Regions from separate parts of the Mus musculus genome. Here region 2 is linked to region 1. A link is a contact called in public HiChIP or PLAC-seq data. All regions are on one chromosome and are shown on one strand. Each heading gives the region's core, a stretch centred on a gene start, on an enhancer-like site or on the middle of the called end of the contact. The rest is flanking DNA. Distances are from core to core; before and after follow the strand shown.

Evidence for each region. HiChIP or PLAC-seq counts read pairs in DNA pulled down with a chosen protein or histone mark.
Region 2: an H3K4me3 HiChIP or PLAC-seq map of neural tube shows a contact between it and region 1, with 3 times the contacts expected there. The contact joins the promoter of Nkx6-1 here to the enhancer-like site in region 1. A contact is called at or near these places in 7 of 39 promoter capture datasets (the 3T3-L1 cell line, cranial neural crest, embryonic stem cells and 2 more), 2 of 484 Hi-C or Micro-C datasets (embryonic stem cells and stem cell-derived motor neurons), 13 of 115 datasets of contacts at active chromatin or transcription factors (astrocytes, craniofacial prominence, differentiating embryonic stem cells and 8 more) and 1 of 9 other capture datasets (embryonic stem cells).

What each region holds. Positions count from the first base shown.
Region 1 is chr5:101,425,119-101,428,101 of GRCm38.p6, reverse strand. No RefSeq gene overlaps it. Among named protein-coding and RNA genes, the nearest start is that of Gm42131, 23 kb to the left of the region's middle. Within about 2 kb of position 1,486, at least 35 of the 459 cell types and tissues checked have an H3K27ac peak or open chromatin away from gene starts, as enhancers often do. A contact at or near this core is called in neural tube and stem cell-derived motor neurons, where this site is marked.
Region 2 is chr5:101,663,366-101,666,293 of GRCm38.p6, reverse strand. Nkx6-1 (NK6 homeobox 1) reads left to right here and starts at 1,583. Exons shown (of 3, transcript NM_144955.2): 1 at 1,583-2,732. The coding sequence starts at 2,060.

The sequences.
Region 1 (2,983 bases), core at 237-2,736:
TTTCAAGGTGGAGTAAAGTAACAGGCTTTCTTCAGCTTGGTTGGTTTCTGGTCTCCTCTACCATCCTCTTTTGGCTCCCACTTAGAAGGTTTTAGAAGAAAGTTGGTCATGAGTTAACTCTGTCTGCACATCAAACCTAGCCCTAGACCACATCCAGGGAAGAATACTCTCTGAAGTTACTGTTCAGCAGACAGCCTATGAAGGTACGGACGCTGAGCAACAGGCTCTTTACCACTTCAACCAGTTATTTTTGTCTGGTAGACCAATCATTGTATTTAATTTAGATTCAATTATTTTAGAACTTCATACATGAGTATTGCATTATATTATTCCTACCCATCTCCTTCTCCCTCATCTAGCTCCTTGACTGTGCTCCCCAACTCCTCCTCGAGGACACCAGCTCTTCTTTAATCATTCTTGCTCATCTATGTGCATATGTGTACATATACAACCCACTGACTCCACTTAGTGCCACAGATGTACGTGTGTTTAAGGCTGACCCTTGAGATTAGATGACCTACCAGGAAACTTGTCCCTGGAGAAAACAGATTCTTCCCATATCCAGTCCCACTGATTGCCTGTACCTAGCCACTAACGTGTGTGTGTGTGTGTGTGTGTGTGTGTGTGTGTGTGTGTATTACCTGTATATGCTTAGGCATGTGGAGGGCTTGCCACTGTCCTGTAAGCTGTCCAGTGTGCTAGGCTGGCACCTACCCAGGAATCTATGTGTTTCTGCCTTCCTAGCACCAAGATTACACACTCATATCACCATGCCCGGACTCTTCCATGTGGATATTGAGAACTGAAGTCTATCTTTCATTTCACAAAACAAGCAGCCTAACAACCGAGCTTCCACCCTGGCCCCTCAATAGTTTCTAAAGCTCTTTGTGAAGACGACAGTTTATTCATTATGTTTCATATAAGAAACAATGTACTCAGATGGACCAATCAGAAGTTTGAATGAATACATCCAAAAAACGGGCTTTGGAGTCCAGCCCAATGCAACTCTGTGACATGCTGTCCATCAGCTAAGTAATACAGACCCCTCCCCACCCCCACATCCCCATTGTTCCATGAGAGAGCCGAGCCAGGTGGCTGTTTTCAAGCTTGTGTGATCCAACAGAAAGCAGGTTCCACATTATTAGTCAGGCAGGTCTCTTATTCATTTTCATGAGGCTGTGCATTATTTCACATATAGAGTGCAGAACAGGCCTGGCACCTGTAGTTGCCTTCTCTCTGGGTAAAGCCCAAAACTTGTCAGAAGTTCCAGTTCAAGATCTCCTCCTTCAGGCACCTGGAAGATGGCAGTACCTAGGGTCTGCATCTGATTGGAACTCAGCATGCGTGGACGAGGAACAGAGGCGGAGCCAGTAGGGATGCATGGAGCTGGCTTGCCATTGCAGAGGCTCTCGTTTGTCACATACTGTGACATCTTGTGCCACTTCATCCTCTTCAGAGGCTAGCACATGCATTGTCTGCTTATGTCCAGACCACACCCTCCTCAGAGCCCACATTCACGCAAGCTGTTACAGTTCCTCCTCTCTGCAGAGGAGAGTTCTGCCTGGAATTGGACCTCACAGCAAAGGAAGCTAATAGCTTAATAAATCGCTCCCTGTCTTGATGGTCAGAGGCATCCAAACACGGAGAGGGTATGAATGAGCAAAGTACCAGGAATTAAAGACAGCAGCGTCTGTAAAGCAAGCCCCTTGGCTCAGAGGCCCCAGGAGCCAGCCTGGTGCTGGGCTGCTTGTAAACCAACTCTTGGGGATTTCCTAAACGTGATTATGTGGGGCACAAATCCACCCATGGTTTCAATTAGTGCAGCCAGCTCCTTGGAAGCCTGGCAGTGCGCAGCAACAGATGGAAGTGTTTCCGTGGCAGCCAGCCTTTATTTACGTATGAAGGCTCCCTCTTGTGTGAGGGTCGACCAGTCAGGCCACTTAAACAATCCCTTTGCAGTGAATGGTTGTACTACACATAACACCCCCTTTGTTTCCCAGCCCCCCTACCCCCAAGCTATCAGCCTGTCTGCCTTCTGCCTGTGCATTTTGATGGTGACGAGTCACACAATTCCTGGCTCCCGAAACGCATCAGATTGGTTGAAAGGATGGCCTTTATCCATTGAAAGCTAGAGTTTCTTGAGCTAAAAGGAATCAGAAAGAAATGTTGCAGATTTTAACAATGAGTTTCAAATACTCCCGACTTTGGAAACAGGCAGACTTCACCAGTAGGACATCAGAAAGCCAAGGAGAGAAAACCAAGAGAAGAGGAAAGATGAAAGGAGTCAGGGGGCTCTAAAGCCGGGAGGCTCTGGTGTTCTTTTGCACCCAGGCTGAGTTTATCCTTAAGGATCTTTGTTTATTTTACTCTGGGGAGGTCTGAGCACTTCTCACAGGGCTGGGACTGCACATGGGTGTGGTCCAGGCTGACTTTGAATGTGCAGGAGTGTTCTGAAGGTCTGAGTAGCAATGTCTCAACCATCTTGGTATGGGACAGGTGACAGTCAGGATCCACAGACCCATCCTCAAGCATGCAATGCCTATCCCCACTGCTTTGGGAGTTTCTCCTTAGGGTTCTGACACAGAACAACTTTATATCTCGAAGAGCACACACAGTCAGTGTCTTCTTATGGAAGCTGATATTATCAGCTAATTTGGCAAGGTAGTTGACTTTTATTTAGAGTCTAAAGGGAGCAATGGTGAAAAGGATCGCTGTCATTTGTTCATCAATCACCAATCAATCATCTATTATATATCTATCCATTCTCATCTGTCAATCTTTTATTATCTATTTATCAACCATCTGCCTATTTATCTGTCATCTATCATTTCTTTATCTTCTATTTACTATCATCAGTCATCTATTTACATATGTGTATCAGTCATCTCTTATCTATTCATCTTCTTTTTTATTTATTTGTTTGTTTGCTTTTTGTTTTTCAAGACACGGTTTCTCTCTATCTATAGACAGCCCTGGCTGTCCT
Region 2 (2,928 bases), core at 334-2,833, 240 kb before region 1:
CCAATGTCAGCCTAGAAGTCGGTCGTCTCTAGTTTACTCAACTACCCGAGTTGAGAGCTTGACCAGACTTTCCAACAGTTACCTGTCTTCCCCCGAGGTATTCCTCTATCTAAAGTTGTCCTGTGAATTTTAGTGATCCTGCCTCATAAATCCAACTAATAATAATAGAGGGAGGATTTTAAAAAAATAATTATCTCATTTCTGTTAGGTTTAGACACCACGCAGGAGATAAATATTCTCATTAAGCTGATTTCATCCCCAGAGTACTGAGCCCCCTCATAAGTGATAATGATCTAGGGAGTGGGAGAGCGAAGACAAGAACGGAGAAAGAACAGAAAAGAGCAGGAGACGGAAAGATGGTGAAGGGTGACCCTTAGGCCTGCGAGGGGTTTAAAAACATCTACGGGCTTAAGGAACAACAAATCAATTTACACGATTCTGGAAGAGCCCAGAGGGCCTTTAATTAATCCCTTCAAAAGAAGGAAGTCGGCCTGGGATATGCCTCCTGCCTGCTCCATTAGCTCCCTTTTCGCAAGGGTCCAGACACCGTTGGAGGTGGGCGCCGCGCGCGAGCTGGGGGAGGATGACGCGAGCTGGCGTGGGCGGAAGAGCCGCACTTAAACTGCTTTTCCATAGAAGGGCTGGATTTTCATTATTCCTCTCTTTAAAAAGTAATGCCCTCTTCGTCCCTGCTCCCTCCTTCTCCTTTCCATTTTATTTTGCACGATTAGTTGAGCCGGCCGCTGGCTCTAGACTGGAACCACTCTTTTCGCCAGGCCCCTCCCCTCTTGGCTCCGCCCAAGTGAAGCTGGGGCGGGGACTAGGAGGGCGCGTCCTTATGGCTCCCTAGTCTCAGCCAATCAAAAGGTGTGGCGCTCCCAGGTGGGCGTGTTCTAGGAGCGACGCCTTGCCCAAGCTGAGCGCTATTGGAGGCGGTGTTTACGCCCAGGACCCGGGCCCCGCTCCTCAGTCCCGCCCCGCCGAGCCGCCCCGGAATGACGTCCTCGAAAGTTCTCATTTTGGCCCCCCACCTCCCCTCCCTTGCGTCCCCCAGCTAAAGAGAGGCAGGGAGGGGTGCAAATATTTTATTACCTTTGAGAGCTTCATCCGAACTGTCAGGCCCAGAGGGAGAGAGGAGAGAAGGGAAGAGCCGCCGAGAGGGTCAGTTTGGCCAGAGGACAGGGCTTGGAAGAGCCAAGCCTGGAAAGCCAAGGAGAAATGCCAGAGAGGCAAGAGAAAGGCGGAGAGTGAGAGGAAGAGAGGGCGCCAGGGGGTGGGACGGGGGGGGGTCTCCCGGCCGGCTTGCAGAAGAGGACGGACGATCGGAACCGGCCCGTCAGACTTTTTCCATACTTAGGTTTATTTTCTTTTATCCTTTTCGATCCGGCTAGTCCGGCGCCGCGTGGCTCGGAGGGGAAGTAGGCTCGTGGGCGCACCAAGTCCCCAGCCGCCGGAGCGGTGTCACTGACTGCCCTTTCTGGCGCAGTAACGCCGGGCCCGAGGCAGTGGCGGGCGCGATACCCGCGCCGGCCGTTTGTGCTCTGTCCCCCGGGCGAGCGGTGAGTGCGACTCAGCAGCGCGGCCGCCGGGAGAGCGGAGCGTCCGAGCGAGATCAGAGGCGCGCACCGGGCGGAACGCCGCCCGCTTTGAAGCTCCCCCAGGCGAGCGAGCCGGCCCCCGCCCTCCTACATCAAAGCGAACGCTCCGCGCCTCCCAACCTTGTTGCAAACTCTCTGGGTCGGCTGCGGGGTACGTCTTGCTGATTTCCCGCGGGGGTGGAGAAGATGAGAAGCAGAGCGCTCTGAGCCGGGAACGAGGGACCAGCGCCTGGGATCGAATCCGGGACTCCCGAAGCCGAGGAAGCGCTGAGCCCGCCCGCGCCCCCGCAGCCCTCGCCCCTGCCGCCTCCCGCGGGGCGTTTGGACATTTTTGCTGCGCAGCTCCCGGAGCCCGCGGCCGATCCACACTTCGCTTGCGCGCGCCCCCGGCACCTCGGGTTCTCCCGAGCCCCGGCGGGGCCACCGACCTGCGTGGCTGCGGGTTCGGGTCTGGCTGTGGGATGTTAGCTGTGGGGGCGATGGAGGGCCCTCGGCAGAGCGCGTTCCTGCTCAGCAGCCCGCCCCTGGCCGCCCTGCACAGTATGGCCGAGATGAAGACCCCGCTCTACCCCGCCGCTTATCCCCCGCTGCCCACCGGGCCCCCCTCCTCCTCGTCCTCGTCCTCCTCGTCCTCGTCGCCCTCCCCACCTTTGGGCTCACATAACCCGGGCGGCTTGAAGCCCCCGGCCGCGGGGGGCCTCTCGTCCCTGGGCAGTCCCCCGCAGCAGCTTTCGGCGGCCACCCCACACGGCATCAACGACATCCTGAGCCGGCCCTCTATGCCGGTGGCCTCGGGGGCCGCCCTGCCCTCCGCCTCGCCCTCCGGGTCTTCCTCCTCCTCCTCCTCGTCCGCCTCCGCCACCTCGGCCTCTGCGGCGGCCGCCGCCGCCGCTGCTGCTGCCGCCGCTGCCGCCTCGTCGCCCGCTGGGCTGCTGGCCGGCCTGCCCCGCTTCAGCAGCCTGAGCCCTCCGCCACCGCCGCCCGGGCTCTACTTTAGCCCCAGCGCCGCGGCTGTGGCCGCCGTGGGCCGGTACCCCAAGCCCCTGGCCGAGCTGCCCGGTCGGACGCCCATCTTCTGGCCCGGAGTGATGCAGAGTCCGCCGTGGAGGGACGCGCGCCTTGCCTGTACCCCCCGTGAGTACTATGGGAGGGGAGGGTGGGTCCCTGCCTTCTAAGTCTGCTCTCGGGTCGTGAAGCACACAGTGCCCCTGCGGGCGGTCAGTCTCCTGGCCGCCACACTAGTTTGGAAGTTCCGGGACAGCACGCCGTTGGCTGGGCCCCTGCAGGCGAGCGAGGGACTCGCGCTTTCCTGGGCTCGCCGAGGCTCATG